Linked DNA regions of Zea mays: region 2 is linked to region 1. The links are chromatin contacts, called in public Hi-C maps. All regions are on one chromosome and are shown on one strand. The core of a region is the stretch at or near the end of the contact, and the rest is flanking DNA. Distances in the headings are between cores, read along the strand shown. Region 1 has its middle 190 kb from the start of LOC103641072. Region 2 has its middle 130 kb from the start of LOC100217236.

Region 1 (6,468 bases), core at 2,361-4,860:
CTCAGGTAAGAAGGTAAGTTACCATAATGAGTTGCCCTATGGTTAAAGTGTGGCAACGGCGCCTATGCGTGGCTCGGTGCTTAATGATGAGCTGCCCTCCATATAGCAATATATGGAGTATACACTGTGATAAAATTGTCATATGTGAATTGCATCATTGGAAAATTGGGTTGTGATGGATTTTTCTGCAGGTACACTAACCTCGAAAACGTATGTGTAGCTGACGACTAGCAAAATACTGTGAGAGTCGTAAGTATGCCACCGATATAGAACATTATTGCCACAGTAAGTTGACAAACTCGTGAGGACGTATAAGACGAGCATGCATCCTGATTGTTGCATCATGTTTGTCACCTATACATCCAAAATGCTTCTCTCATCCTTATTCCAGAAACCAATGATTGTAGATAATCTGGTGTAATGTTGAATTATGAACTTCGGTAAAATAGTTGTTCTCCGTTCCTTAGGTATTATGTTTAGATGCTACATGTGCTCTTGTGCTTAATGTGTCGATAGAAGGTTAGTGACTTGTTTGCCTAAACCCAAATCTAGGCCATGTTCAGAGTTGGTGAACCATGACCAAAGTTGATTTTTCCGTTACCCCTCCTTGACCCAAACTTATACAAATAAAGGCTTAGATAATTTTTTTGTTGGATATAAAGTGTACCCAAGCTTAAAACAAGAATCTCAAGTCATGTCTCCTTCTAGAACCATTTTCTTGATCAGTTGATGCAGGTTGAGGTCTCTATTGTATTTGGCCTCTCCTTGCGGATTATCTTGTCACTTTATCAACCCAACCTAGAAAATACATGTCCGATCATTTTCTTAAGTTTGAGGCCTTTGGTTTTCCCATACCTATCGAGGGCATACCAACTTAATCCTTGACTTGTAATTGTTCTAATGGGCATAGAAATATGCTTGGGCTAAATTATCAGTCTCTCATCGTACTCCCTCACCAACCAATTTAGGTTATGGCCATGCCTTGTTCATTTCATCGGGCCATGATTTGTTTGGCTCTCTACTTGTAACCGTGTTGACAGGTAGAGTCTCTTTGTATAGTCACCCTTGCTTAATCCATTGGTGTTGCGTGAGATTTCTTATTGGTTATGTCTGGTAATGGTGTTATGACTAAAATCGGTGACACCGCGCTGAAACCGAGGGCCTCCTGTGGGTGCACACACATGGTTGCGCTACTTGGCACGCGCTAGTATCACAGTTAGTAGTCATAATCCATTATAAGACTATATTGATATGTTATCTCTACACAAATTATTCTTACCACGTGAGATTCATTATTGGTGCCAGTTCGATAATGGCGTCTCGATTAATGACTTATGGTACCACGGCGAAACTGAGAGCCTCCTGTGAATGTGCACACAGGATTCTGCTGCTTGGCGCATGCTGGTATCGAGGTCTCTAGTCATGATCCATTGTGGAACTACACCGATGTGTGATCTTCCGTGGACTCCTCCCTTGAAACAATTTCCATGTTGTTTGTCAAGTGACCAAGCAACATCTGTCATCTCCATTGGATCAAAAGGGCATACGACTTTCCTGTGTGGTTTTATTTCTTTTGATCTTGGTAGTGACTACTCATACAAGTTCCCTTTACATCCTTTGGGTAAACATGAAGCCTTGGAGCTTTTTAGTGTCAAGAGACAACTGATTAGCTCTCAAGATAGAGATATGCTTCCCCTGCCACTGAAATGCAGGAGTTTGTTCATTCGCTCTTTTATTCAATCCATGTATTCCCTAACCAAGTTGGTTCATCTCGTATAGAAGAAACGGATGAACAACCAGACCAAATGGATTCCTGCCCAAATGCATGATCAACTGTTAATAAGAGTAAACTCTCAACCCTTGGCTTACCGATGGTACTGAGAGGACCTGCTCAATGTCAAATGTAGTTCAACAAGTTGGTTTTACTAACTTGTAGCTGCCTAATGAACAAAGGTTGAGTTTAGAGATCGTTTTATCGAGTTGTCTACACTCACTTTTGTACAACCCCTCGTAAGCAAGTGTTTATAAGAATCGAGAGTAAGTCGGCAAGTAACCCCTAATCATCATTCTAGTCACGCCTCGATTGCCTCACGTGTGCTTTTCCAGCATGTGTGATCAAGTCGAGCCGTGCTAAGTATTTGATGAAATGGGTTGGTCGCGAAGTCAACATCAATGGATCTCTTCATTGATATTTTCTTGAATCTCTATCATCTTTCGTGGACTTGAATTCTCTGGTTAGCCTTATGTTAACCGCGACAGTATTCGACATCCACACCCATCTCATGTGCTATGAACTTATCGTGACCACTTGTTGGTAAACCTCATTCTGTGTGCTTTACCCGAGAGGTTGCTACTGATTCTATTTGGGTAAAATCGCGTATTTACCGCTCGCCCAATAGACTCAGATAGTACAATGTCATTAGAAAAAAAAGCAAACTGCACACTTGGAACTTATGTGTTCCTCTGGCAGACATCGTCTCTCTTGGTGGACATTTCTAAATTAGCTTAAGGTGATACATGTTATGTCCACTAGAGAAACAACATTCTGAGACACTTGCCTTTATTTGGAACTGTCTTATGATTATCGCTGATATGGACATGGGTTACGTGCTTCTCTACCCTTAGAAGTCTTTCGTTCCGAATCTCGGGACGAGATTCTTTTAAGGGGGGAGGGCTGTAACACCCCTAGTGTTAATCGTCTGATCGTCCACGAATGCGGACTTTAACACGTGATAGTGGCGGATAAAACAGATGCTAAATTTTAATCATCTTCGCCTATCGCGATTTTAATATCGCATCTGTTTCTGTCTATTTAGACTCTTCCTAAGTCTTCGCGAAATTCGAAACGTAATTGTTCCAAAAATTTGCGAGTCCTGTGCCCAATTAAAATCTATCGAGTAAGCGAATACGAATTCGGATAGGAGGCGAAATTCGTTTAGATTCGACTAAATCAAACGTCGACTAAAATATCGAATCTGATCTTGTCAGGTTTAATCGGTCTATATCTCGCTCCTGTGACAAAGCTGACGTCTTCTCGGGGAAATTTCGATTGCGATGCCACATTCGGCTCGCACCGTTTAAAATTTAGTTATTTCTGAAGTGTCGAGCCTAGTGCCCATTTAAAAGTAATCAATTAAGACGAACTAAAATTGTCACTTAAGTATTTCGCTCGGTTCGAGAAATCTCGATAAATTCGGTAAATGCGCTACTTGAGGCAGGCTGTTCAAATAAACCGAAACCGGAATAATTGCTGGACAATTCGGTTTCCTATTTCAAAATTCGAGAAAATAATATGCATATTCGTATAGCGCGTCGATCCTTTGGTCATCGCTAAAAATCCCCAATTCTAAAATATCTGCGATACTCTGTTAAATAAAGGAATGGAAAAATCTAAAAAAAAAATCTCTAGCTGCCGCCTCTTTCCATCTGCCGGGGGTTTAGTTTTTCCTTTGTAGTACTATCGTCCTGCATAGTAGCTAGGGGATTTTACCATTTCTCTTCCGGAAACTGACCAAGAACAGTCACTGCCAATATCGAGTTCAGACTCCAGGCTCCATCGATGCTATACATAGTTAAAAGAGAAAATAAATAAAAAAAATAGAAAATATCTTCCTCCCACCGCTCGACATCACTCTATCTCTCTTATCCAGTTATCCAGTTATCCTCTCCAGCCATCGACTTCATCCGTCGCTGGATTTTTTTTGCCGCGCCGCTCATCTGCTGTTCTTATCCCCTACGCCGCTCAGTTCTGAAGAAAAATCCCGCCGCTCAAGCACTTGGATACTACAGCCGTCACACTGGATTTTTCTTCCCCGCGGTGCTTCTTCTGCTTCTCCCCCAGTGCGTCTCCTCTATCTCTCCTTCAGCGCGCTCCCCGGCCGAGCGCTCCTTGTGCCGCGTCCGGCTCCCTGGCTCGCCGGCGCCCCATCTCCTCTCAAGCTCGCGAACGCCAATGGCTCGGGTCCTTCTCTCCCTTGCTTCTCTCTTTCCTCCCCCAAGCGCCCTCGCTTCCTCCCTTTGTCCGCTCGCCAGGCGCCCAATCCATGGCGTACCCAGTCGCGCCCCTGTCCATCTGCTCGCCCGCGAGCTTCCCTGCTTCCGTGATTATCGAAGCTCCAGGTGCGCACAGGTCCGTGACGATGTCGTGGAGAGCCGCAGTGTTGTTGCTCGCGTGCCTCGTCGCCGTGACAGCGGCGCTGGTGGACGGCGCGCTGCTCCCCGAACTCGCCTCTGCGCCTGGCTCCTGCTCGTCGAATCTCCAGCCGCGCCATCGCAGCTCCAGCTCGATCCTTTTCTGCGCGCGCACGCTCCTGCCGAGCTCCGTGCACGCGCGCCCCATCCCTCCTGCGCTCGGACCGCGCCCTCGCTGCCGGTGCTCGCCGACCGCGGCTGTCCTACTCCCTGCTGCGCTCGCCCTGGTCGCCGCTGTCGAGTTTGCCGGTGTCTGCGCGCCATCGCCCAGCTCGCCCAAGTTACCCTTGGCTGCGCACAGTGTTCTTGTCGATGATGTGCCGTTGCCAATGCTGTAGAGCTCGTCTTGCTCCTTGCGGCGCCGTTCGTCGGTCGCGGATGCTTAAGTTTCTGGTCGCGCGTCTGTTTATCTCGCGCGCGTGAGTTTGAAGCTCTGCACGTTCATCGTCCTTTGGTCCCAGTCCGACCCATTCGTGCGCGCGCGTGCTCACGTTTGTTGTCGAGTCGTCGAATCCGTTATCCCCTGCTCAACCCCACCTCGTCAGCTCGCTCTAGACATAATCCCGTCATCGTTCCGTGCATCGTCATGAAATCCCAAGCGTGGGGTGAAGACGAAGCTAGCAGCATGGTATTCACCAAGTGCTCGAACAAGTCATCGAGTATCATCCTCGTCTACGCCAAGCCCCCAAGCCGTGAAGACACTCTGGTGTTGGTCACGCGTCACCAGCTCGACAAAATAAATCCCATGGGTGTCTGATCGAGAAGTAAAGTTGTGTACATCACTCGCCAGACATGTGTGATCAAAGACGTCAACCGGAAATCATCGTCGTGCTTGCGACTATCGCGTCGAATTAGTTAGGGTAAGTTGATTCGTATTCCCGTTAACTAGGTCTATAAATAGATTAAATATAATTGTTGGTCCCAGTAAATATTATTAATTTAGCATGCGTATATTGTGATGATCAATTTAGATAGCTCGCTAAATCAAGTAATTAAGTTACACAGTTTAGAGAGATAATAAAAAGCTAGGAATAAAAATAGATTTTCTAGTGTTATTAGGTCAATTTGGTTAATGAATGTAGTCGATGCTCTGCTATGATATCCATGGTGCTTAATGCTTGATTTTAAGTGTTTCATCCTTTTTAGTATAGAGTATCTATCTTATACTCGTTCTACTTGTGCTCATACATGTGCATCGTGCATCTCATGAGGTACGATAAATAATCACGTGATGCGGAAGACGAGCCAAGTCGACCCCAAGCACGGGCTGAATCCGCAGGATGAAGTTGATGGACCAACCTGAAGATGGTTAAATTAAGCAAGTGCTCGGTCGAGAGATACTCGTCAAGCGGACATCGTCTAACAAACACTAACGTAGTGTTATTCCAGGCAAGCCCCGGTGCATTCGCCCCTTCCTTGTGTTTTAAATGCTTTTCACCTTATTTGATGCATTAGGTGATAGGAGTTGTGTGATAAACAATTGATGCATTACCATTCCTTGGAAACTCCTTAATCCCGGTTTTATAAAAAGAACTGATAATGCTTAGCCCTGCTTAGAAACTGAAAAATCATTTGTTTTCAAAAAGAATGATCGTGGAACATTGGTTATGGGCCTTTCGTTTCAAAAATCAAAGCAGACTTATGGTGATGATTCCACTTCGGCCAGAGTGGGTTCATCATTTGGAAAAGAGTACCCCTGTCGGGTACCAAAAATGGGAAAATGGTTTGAATACATCTAGACCAGACGCTGAGTGGACAAGGTCGCCCGTCTGTGTCGATTAAGGACCATTCGATGTAGGCCTGTTGTGGTGGAGACCTTTCAACTATCCACATGCTTCGGTAAGCCTGAACCAGGCTATTCCATACGTGAAAAGACAACCGTGCACTGGGTGTGGGAGATGGTGGGAGTAGCGTGTACCCTCCTGGCTAGAGGGTGGATGGAGGAGTACTGTGCTCCCGGGTAGCACGGACCGGTTCATGTTGTGGAGGATCTGTGGGAACGGTTGACATATGCAAGGTTTAAGTGCTACATATGTCGTGTGGTTAGGGATCCCCAGCTGGGTATAATCGGTTCGAATCGTCGTTGCTCCTCGGTCATGGAGACTCTACCCTCCGACCACTCATCGTAGTTGACAAGTGAAATATGAATTGGCTAAAAGAAAGCTAGACCAGGACAAGTGGATGCTCTAGATTAGGCAAATCTAAAACCAGGAAAAACTACTAGTAAGATGTCGGCGTTTCGAGACCGGGGGTCCCTGGGCCGACGAGTAAACTGTC
Region 2 (7,094 bases), core at 3,138-5,637, 550 kb before region 1:
GCTTCATGAAGTAGGCTAGTGCATTTTATGGTAGCCCGACCTACGGTCAATCTTAGAGAACACCCTAGCACCTCTCATCTGATCAAATAAGTCTTCAATACGAGGTAGAGGGTACTTGTTCTTAATGGTGATATCATTAAGTGATCTATAGTCCACACACATCCGTTGCGAACCATCCTTCTTCTGTACAAACAGTACCGGTGCTCCCCAAGATGAGGAACTCAGACGAATGTACCCTGCTTCTTGCAACTCGGTTAACTGTTTCTTAAGTTCTTTTAACTCTTCCACTGACATCCTATATGGCCTTTTTTTAATGGGAGAAGTACCAAGTAAGAGATCAATGATGAATTCGACTTCCCTATCTGGTGGCATTTCGGTTAACTCTTCAAGAAAGACGTCTGGAAAGTCTCTAACAACTCGGATGTTTCTACCCACAAATTTTCCATCTACTAGAAATATGGCAGGTCTGGTAGAAGCAGTTACCATAATCTCAACTTCAAATCTTTCCCCTTTGGAACTGGTGAGTTCTACGGTTTCCTTAGCATAGTGTATAGCTGCCTTTGCTTTCTTTAACCAGGACATCCCAAGTATCAGATCTATACTGCTTCCTTCTAATACTATAGGTGTAGACCGGAATTCCCTTCCCATAATTGTCAGTGTTAATCTATGTCATATAGTTTGCTTCAACAGGTCCTTTAGGTGTACTTACTACCATTGGTGTTTTCATATTTTGAAGTGGTAATTCATTGGTGGTGGCAAATCGAGCAGAAATAAACAAATGCGTAGCTCCAGAATCAAATAATAATGCTGCTGGAATTGCATTAATATAAAACATACCGATAGCGATGTCCTCTCCGTCAACAGTGGCCTTAGCACTGACTTGATTAACTCTGCCAATGTTGAATCCCTTGCCAGGAGTCGGTTGCTTGTTTGGAGCTAGTGTGCTGGAAATCCCCACCGGACAAGCATTTGCATATTGCCCAATCTGACTGCACTTGAAGCATGTAGGGCCTATCCTCTGTCCTATAGGCCTCGCCGGGGTGCCAGTGGGGGCAGCCTGACGAGTGTGGGTGTCTATGGAGTCCCCTGTGGAGCGTACTGAGCTGGGCACGGTCCTCCTCTTGGACGAGCTGGTGTACCCTAGGGCGGAACGTAGCGAGGACGAATACTGCTGCTACCCTGCCCCTGGGTAACGGCCTTCCTCTTCATGTCACCCAGTTGAACACACTTGTGTTCAATAGCTAGAGCTTTGTTAAGCAGCCTCTGAAATGATGGGAAGGTATGAGCAACCAGTGCATATTGTACTGGCCCATTGAGTCCTTCAATGAAGTGCTCTTGCTTTCTCTCATCATCAGCCACCTCATCAGGAGCATACCATGATAGCTGAATGAATTTGTCACGGTACTCACTAACTGAAATGCTGCCCTAATTTATTGATAGAAATTCCTTCTTTTTAATCTTCATCAGTCCAGCAGGTATGTGGTAATTTCTGAACTGTGTGGTGAATTCAACCCAAGTGATAGTATCAGCAGCGTCATGGGCAGCAGTATAAGAATCCCACCAATCAGCAGCAGGACCAGTCAGACGACCAGAAGCATAGAGAACCTTCTCCCGGTCGGAGCATTGGGCAATGTTTAGCATCTTCTCTACTGACATCAACCAGTCATCGGCGTGTAGAGGATCTGGAGAGCTGGCAAAGGTAGGCGGCTTGTGGCTCATAAATTCCCAGTGCTTGTCCCAGGGTGGAAGTGGTGGTGGCGGTGGTGGCAATGGAGGTTGCTGCTATCGCCCCATTCTTTCTTGACGCATCTCCTCCTGCATATCTTGCCTTTCCTGGCGCATCTCTTGGCGTTCCTACCGCATTTGCGCATGTATATTTGCCATAGTATCAGCAATTTGTTGCAGCATTTGCATCTGCAACCACTGGATCAGTTCCGGCTGGTGGAGGATTTGGAGGATTCATATCTGCTTGTTGTTGTTGTCTAAGTACCCTCTGGTTGTGTGGATTGGCAGGTAGATCAATTCCTCCTCCCTTCCTGGTATTGACCATCTAGGTTAGAAATACATGGTAAGATAGAATTGTAGAATAGAAGAGTAATTGTGAAGCAGAATCTTTTGGGGTTCTATTAGCTAAGTAGATTAGTGTGTCACCTACTCATTCTAATTACCTTATGGTGGTACATGCTAGAGTGCCCTGCTATACTATTTCAATCAATCAAAGAAGCAAATCAAACATTTACCATCAGAACAAACAACAATTTACTTCAAGTAGAGAAAATAATTTTAATTTTGTCTTGGGTCTCCTATCTCTTTAGAGGGTCATGGATGTAGGATTCCAAAGTGTGAAATCCTCCTTGTCTTAGAATAGAAATGGTAAGAGTAATCAGAGTAGAACACTAGAAGGTGAGACAGGATCAAGAAAAGTATAGAAAGAATCAGAGTAAGATAAGTAGGTAAGGGTTTTGTCTAGGCCTTTCTAGGTTTCGTCCTACAGTCAACATTTCCTCTGATACCACTTCTGTCACATCCGGATTTAAAGGATAAAGCCGGGTGCGTCTCATATGTGCGCCAAGGAAGAACATCACATATAATGACAAAGTGTATAGATATAAATGTCATAAATATCATAAATGTCATTATTACATAACGGAAGTCTTACAAAAATAAATGATAATAATAAAGTGAACTAATTATTATTTCCCTGGTGCCACAAAGCTGACTAGGAGACGCCACCTAGATCAACTCGTATGCTTCATTGTAGGGCAAGAGTGAGCTCACAAAAGATCATAGCTCAACAAGTCATAGGGAATAATGTGCATGAACTCACCAAAAGTGGGAGTTCATGTGAAGTGTAAGGCTGATCAACAAATAAGGGTTAAAGCTGAGCATTGCTTTTAATATGTTGGTCAAATTTTATTAGCATTTACTAAATGTAAGTAAATACCAAACCATAGTAATAGTAAATCAAAATAATAATAAATCCCAATGTGATGCAAATGACAAAATTGAATTTAATTCCATAAATTAATCATGTGAGTCTAAGAGCCGCTCATGACTGTGAGCACGACCGATATACCAGTTTTACACTCTGCAGAGGTTGCACATCTTTACCCACAAGTCATGTTACCCACCGGCCAAGGGATCGCGACTTCCCATACACCTCTACCAAGGAAGCGAGGCAGGGTAACACTACGAGGCCTTAACAAACTTCCACTAGCTTCAGAAAACCCGCTACAGTTTCTAGGAAGCTCCAATGCAGGTACCCCTCGCCTGACCGCCATCGCAGCAAAATCAACCCAAGGGCCTCCCTACACAGACCACTCCCCTACTGCCCTTGCCCCTTTCGGGTAAGGTAGTCATCGACTAGCTTTCCTAATTAGTCAGCCAAGGGCATCCCATACCACCCTTGTGGTAGCACTATTTGCCCGGGTGGTTCTCCATGTTCCAATTAACATAATGATATTATCATGAACAGTAAATAATAGACTGATAATAAAAGTGTGACCATGAATACTGTGTATCTCCATACCCAAAACCATATAAAGCAATAATAGGTACTACCCAAAAATTCAGTGCTAAACAAGGTATAAAGATAGTCAAACTAGGGTAACCTATTGGGTCCCATCAAAATTAACCTATGCAGATCATTATGAATAACAAGAACATGATTGGGTAAAAAAAGTGATCAAGGGCACAACTTGCCTTCAACGAGCTCCTGCTCAGTAGTCTCCACCTGCTGAACCCCTGGTCCTCAATGGCTGGCTCGTCTACTCGCAACAATACAAACAAACATGGTATAACATGAAATAACATTGTACCAAATAGTAGAACATAATGCATGATAACATTCTACGCGTCGTAACGAGATCGTAGGAACAAGAATCACTAAATTCGGAGTTACTGTTATCGAGTTATGAATTTCTAAAGTTATTTAATACCTAGAATAGAGTAATTCAAGTGAATAATTTTAGTCCAAGTTTCATGGCTAAACAGAGATACTAGGTGATGGACAACATTAAAACAAAATTAATGCCACTGGAATGGATCAATTTGGAGTTAAAATGAATTTATTATGAATTAAACAAGTTTCTAGAATTACTTTTGTATTAAGAATCAATTTCTATATTGTTTTTCTCATTTTCCCTGGTTACTGGACTGCGCGCCAATTACTGGAAAGGCCAGGGGCTAAACCATAAAAATTCCTTAGACTCTGACTTCTACCAGGACGGACCGCGGGAGGGTTTCTTTATAAAACTGCGCGGTCGAAGTGGTACGTAGAGATTCTGGCCGTTGGATCACATGCGAACGAGCTAGATTAGACCGACGTGGTTGTGAGTCGGTATGCAATCGAGGTCATTGGATCCCGATCCTACGATCTAAAGTGGATCTTGAGCGACTTGAGCCTACAACCACCCGATCAGATATATACGGTCGCGCATCAATCTGACTGAGTGGCTACGGTCGTCCGATCACCACCGTACAGGGCTGGATCAATGGCACGCATTCATCTTCCACATCAGGCATTAGCGCGCGCGTTGCCCAACGGCGGCGGCCAGGACGCGCCAGAGCTACGCGCGACCAGGGAGTACGTCGGGGCACAGAGGGGAAAGCTTACCGTGATTAAAGCGAGCGGGTTGTCAACGTCGCGGATGGGTTGAAGGCCACGATGGCGCGCGGTACCACGCCGAGGCGTACCTCCAGAAGCTCGGCGAGCACCGGTTCGCGCGATCACCACTGGTGGAAGGGATGGTCGCGTAGTATTCGGCTTGACTCGAGGTGGGTACCGGCCAGGGATGGAGTGGTTCACGTTGGCGGCGCGTCACGACTTGATGATTATGTAGGAGCAGGGGGAAATAGGGAAAGGATAGTCGCGAGGGAAGACTTTTATGTCGCTGGGGAGGCACGTCCATAGCGAGACCCACGGGCGGTTGATGAATCCGCCGGCTTGATTCTCCAAGCGTTTCGGTGAGGCCGTTGTGGGGAGGAGGTAGAGCTGGGCCGGGTGGGTCCCACGCGGCATTGGCACAAGCAGAGATGGGTTTTCACTGGGCTGCTGGACGGTGGGGCCACCAAGTCAGTGCGCGTGTGGCGCGATAGAAAGTGTGGGCTGGCTACTGTAGAAACGCAAATGGGCCGAGGCTGATGGATTAGGCCCAAGCGCAGGTTGGTTTCTTCCCCTTTTCCTTTACATTTTATGTTTTCCTTTTCTTTTTCTTTTTAGATTTCAAATTTCAAATTCAACTTTGTGGATCATTTATCTTCAAAATAAGTGTACATACTTTTATGGGAAGGATTTATAATAAATTTATTTCTATTGGGTAGCATTTTCTCTTTCCTTTTTTAGGTTATCTTCAAATTTTCTAAATTGAAATTTTGGGTTAAATCCTAATTTGGACATTAGCACATCTTTATTAATCTTGCCAGTATTAAATGCACAAACATGAGAACTCCACATGATACATGGTTTTATGGGTGTGCCTTATTTTAATTCTTTAAAAGTGATTATTTCCATGAAGTGATCAGTGGATGGAAACACATATAACGAGATCAACTCTTTTATAAGTTCTATAATATGGGTATTAAAAATCCACCCCTTACAAAGAATCTCGTCCTCGAGATTAGATAAAACTAGGAAAGAGGTGGGGAAAATCTACTCGTAGCTCTTCTTCTCTTTCCCATGTAGCTTCATCCTCACTGTGATGACTCCATTGCAATTTACACAATTTAATCACTTTACTTCTTGTAACACGAGTCAAAGTATCAAGGATTTTGATATGATACCCATTATAAGTCAGATTATCTTGAACACTAAGGTCCTCCATAGGTAGCTGCTCCTCAGGTACCCTAAGACACTTCTTTAATTATAAAGTAAGATGGTTAGGTAACTCCAGTTGATAGACAACTTCTCTCACTCACTTTAGGATCAAGAATGGCCCAATAAAGCGAGGGAACAGCTTCCCTTTCACTTTAAATCTTCTCATACTCCGGATCGGTGACACCTTCAGATACCCTAAACCCTAAAAAGCTGAACAGAAGAGAAAAAAACAATCTACTTGGTTTCAGTAAGATAGCTCTCTATTCCTTGATGTCGGAAGATCTTAGGCTTACTCCATTCCTGACGTCGTCATGATAACGGTGAATGGGGAATATGGTGTCTTCAAAACCACACTCCGCAGCAGAACATACACGATTTAGGGTGAATAATCATTTTTTTTTTTTGCAACAACCACATGACTACTGCTGAGTAAATCTACACTACAACACCCTACTGTCTTTATCAAACCCTCGTCCTCGATCCTCACTTAAAGAAACAGTGAATTTCTCTCTAGCGTTTGATGTAGATTTAATTTTCTATATAGACATGATGCTTTTTGACACGTATGGTCTATTGTCAGTTCATTAGCAGTTGCTTTATGAATTAATGTAATTATAATATATTAAGTTCAGATAGTCGCGGCATCAAATAATCATGTGTGTTCATACAGCCATGCTCAGTATACTTCTCTCTTCAGTTTTCTCTAGTACCTTGATGTTAAAACGAGACATTTATCTTGCAAGTCAGTCAACTCAGGCCTTATTTGGTTACAAGGAAATAAATCCTAACATGGATTTAATCCGGATCTAAATTGGATGAATCTATATATCACACACAATTCAATAGTGAGATTAAATACATCATTTAATCCATGTACCTATCAAAGTTAGCTATTCTTTTGATCCATAAATTTTAATATAAACTTGTGCAATATCTTAATGGATTTGTTCCATACCTAATGAGATATGGATAGAATTCATACCTTCCGTAGTTTAAAAAATTCCCAAACTCTTGGGTTATAATCTATGATGGGTTTAACCGAATAAAAAAAATTGAGTATGCTTAGATTATTTTGGGACATGGATTGTGGTATAGATTTAATTCTAATTCATACTAATCTAGAGCTGGATTGGTGTAAACGAAAAGGCGCTCGTGAGGGAGAAATACTAGCCATGTTTATATGGGCATTCATTCCACCCTGTACGCTTTTCATTAACTTGGAGGTGCATATGACATGAGTGCTAGCAATCTATCCGTGAGCAGGGCCATGAAATTTCCA

The links. Hi-C and Micro-C count contacts between places; a contact is called where the count stands out from the background.
Region 2: a Hi-C map of bundle sheath shows a contact between it and region 1, with 3 times the contacts expected there. The contact joins two enhancer-like sites. A contact is called at or near these places in 2 of 25 Hi-C or Micro-C datasets (bundle sheath and ear).

What each region holds. Positions count from the first base shown.
Region 1 is chr10:49,441,258-49,447,725 of Zm-B73-REFERENCE-NAM-5.0, reverse strand. No RefSeq gene overlaps it. Among protein-coding and RNA genes, the nearest start is that of LOC103641072, 190 kb to the right of the region's middle. Within about 2 kb of position 3,610, at least 4 of the 20 cell types and tissues checked have an H3K27ac peak or open chromatin away from gene starts, as enhancers often do. A contact at or near this core is called in bundle sheath, where this site is marked.
Region 2 is chr10:49,995,749-50,002,842 of Zm-B73-REFERENCE-NAM-5.0, reverse strand. No RefSeq gene overlaps it. Among protein-coding and RNA genes, the nearest start is that of LOC100217236, 130 kb to the right of the region's middle. Within about 2 kb of position 4,387, at least 17 of the 20 cell types and tissues checked have an H3K27ac peak or open chromatin away from gene starts, as enhancers often do. A contact at or near this core is called in bundle sheath, where this site is marked.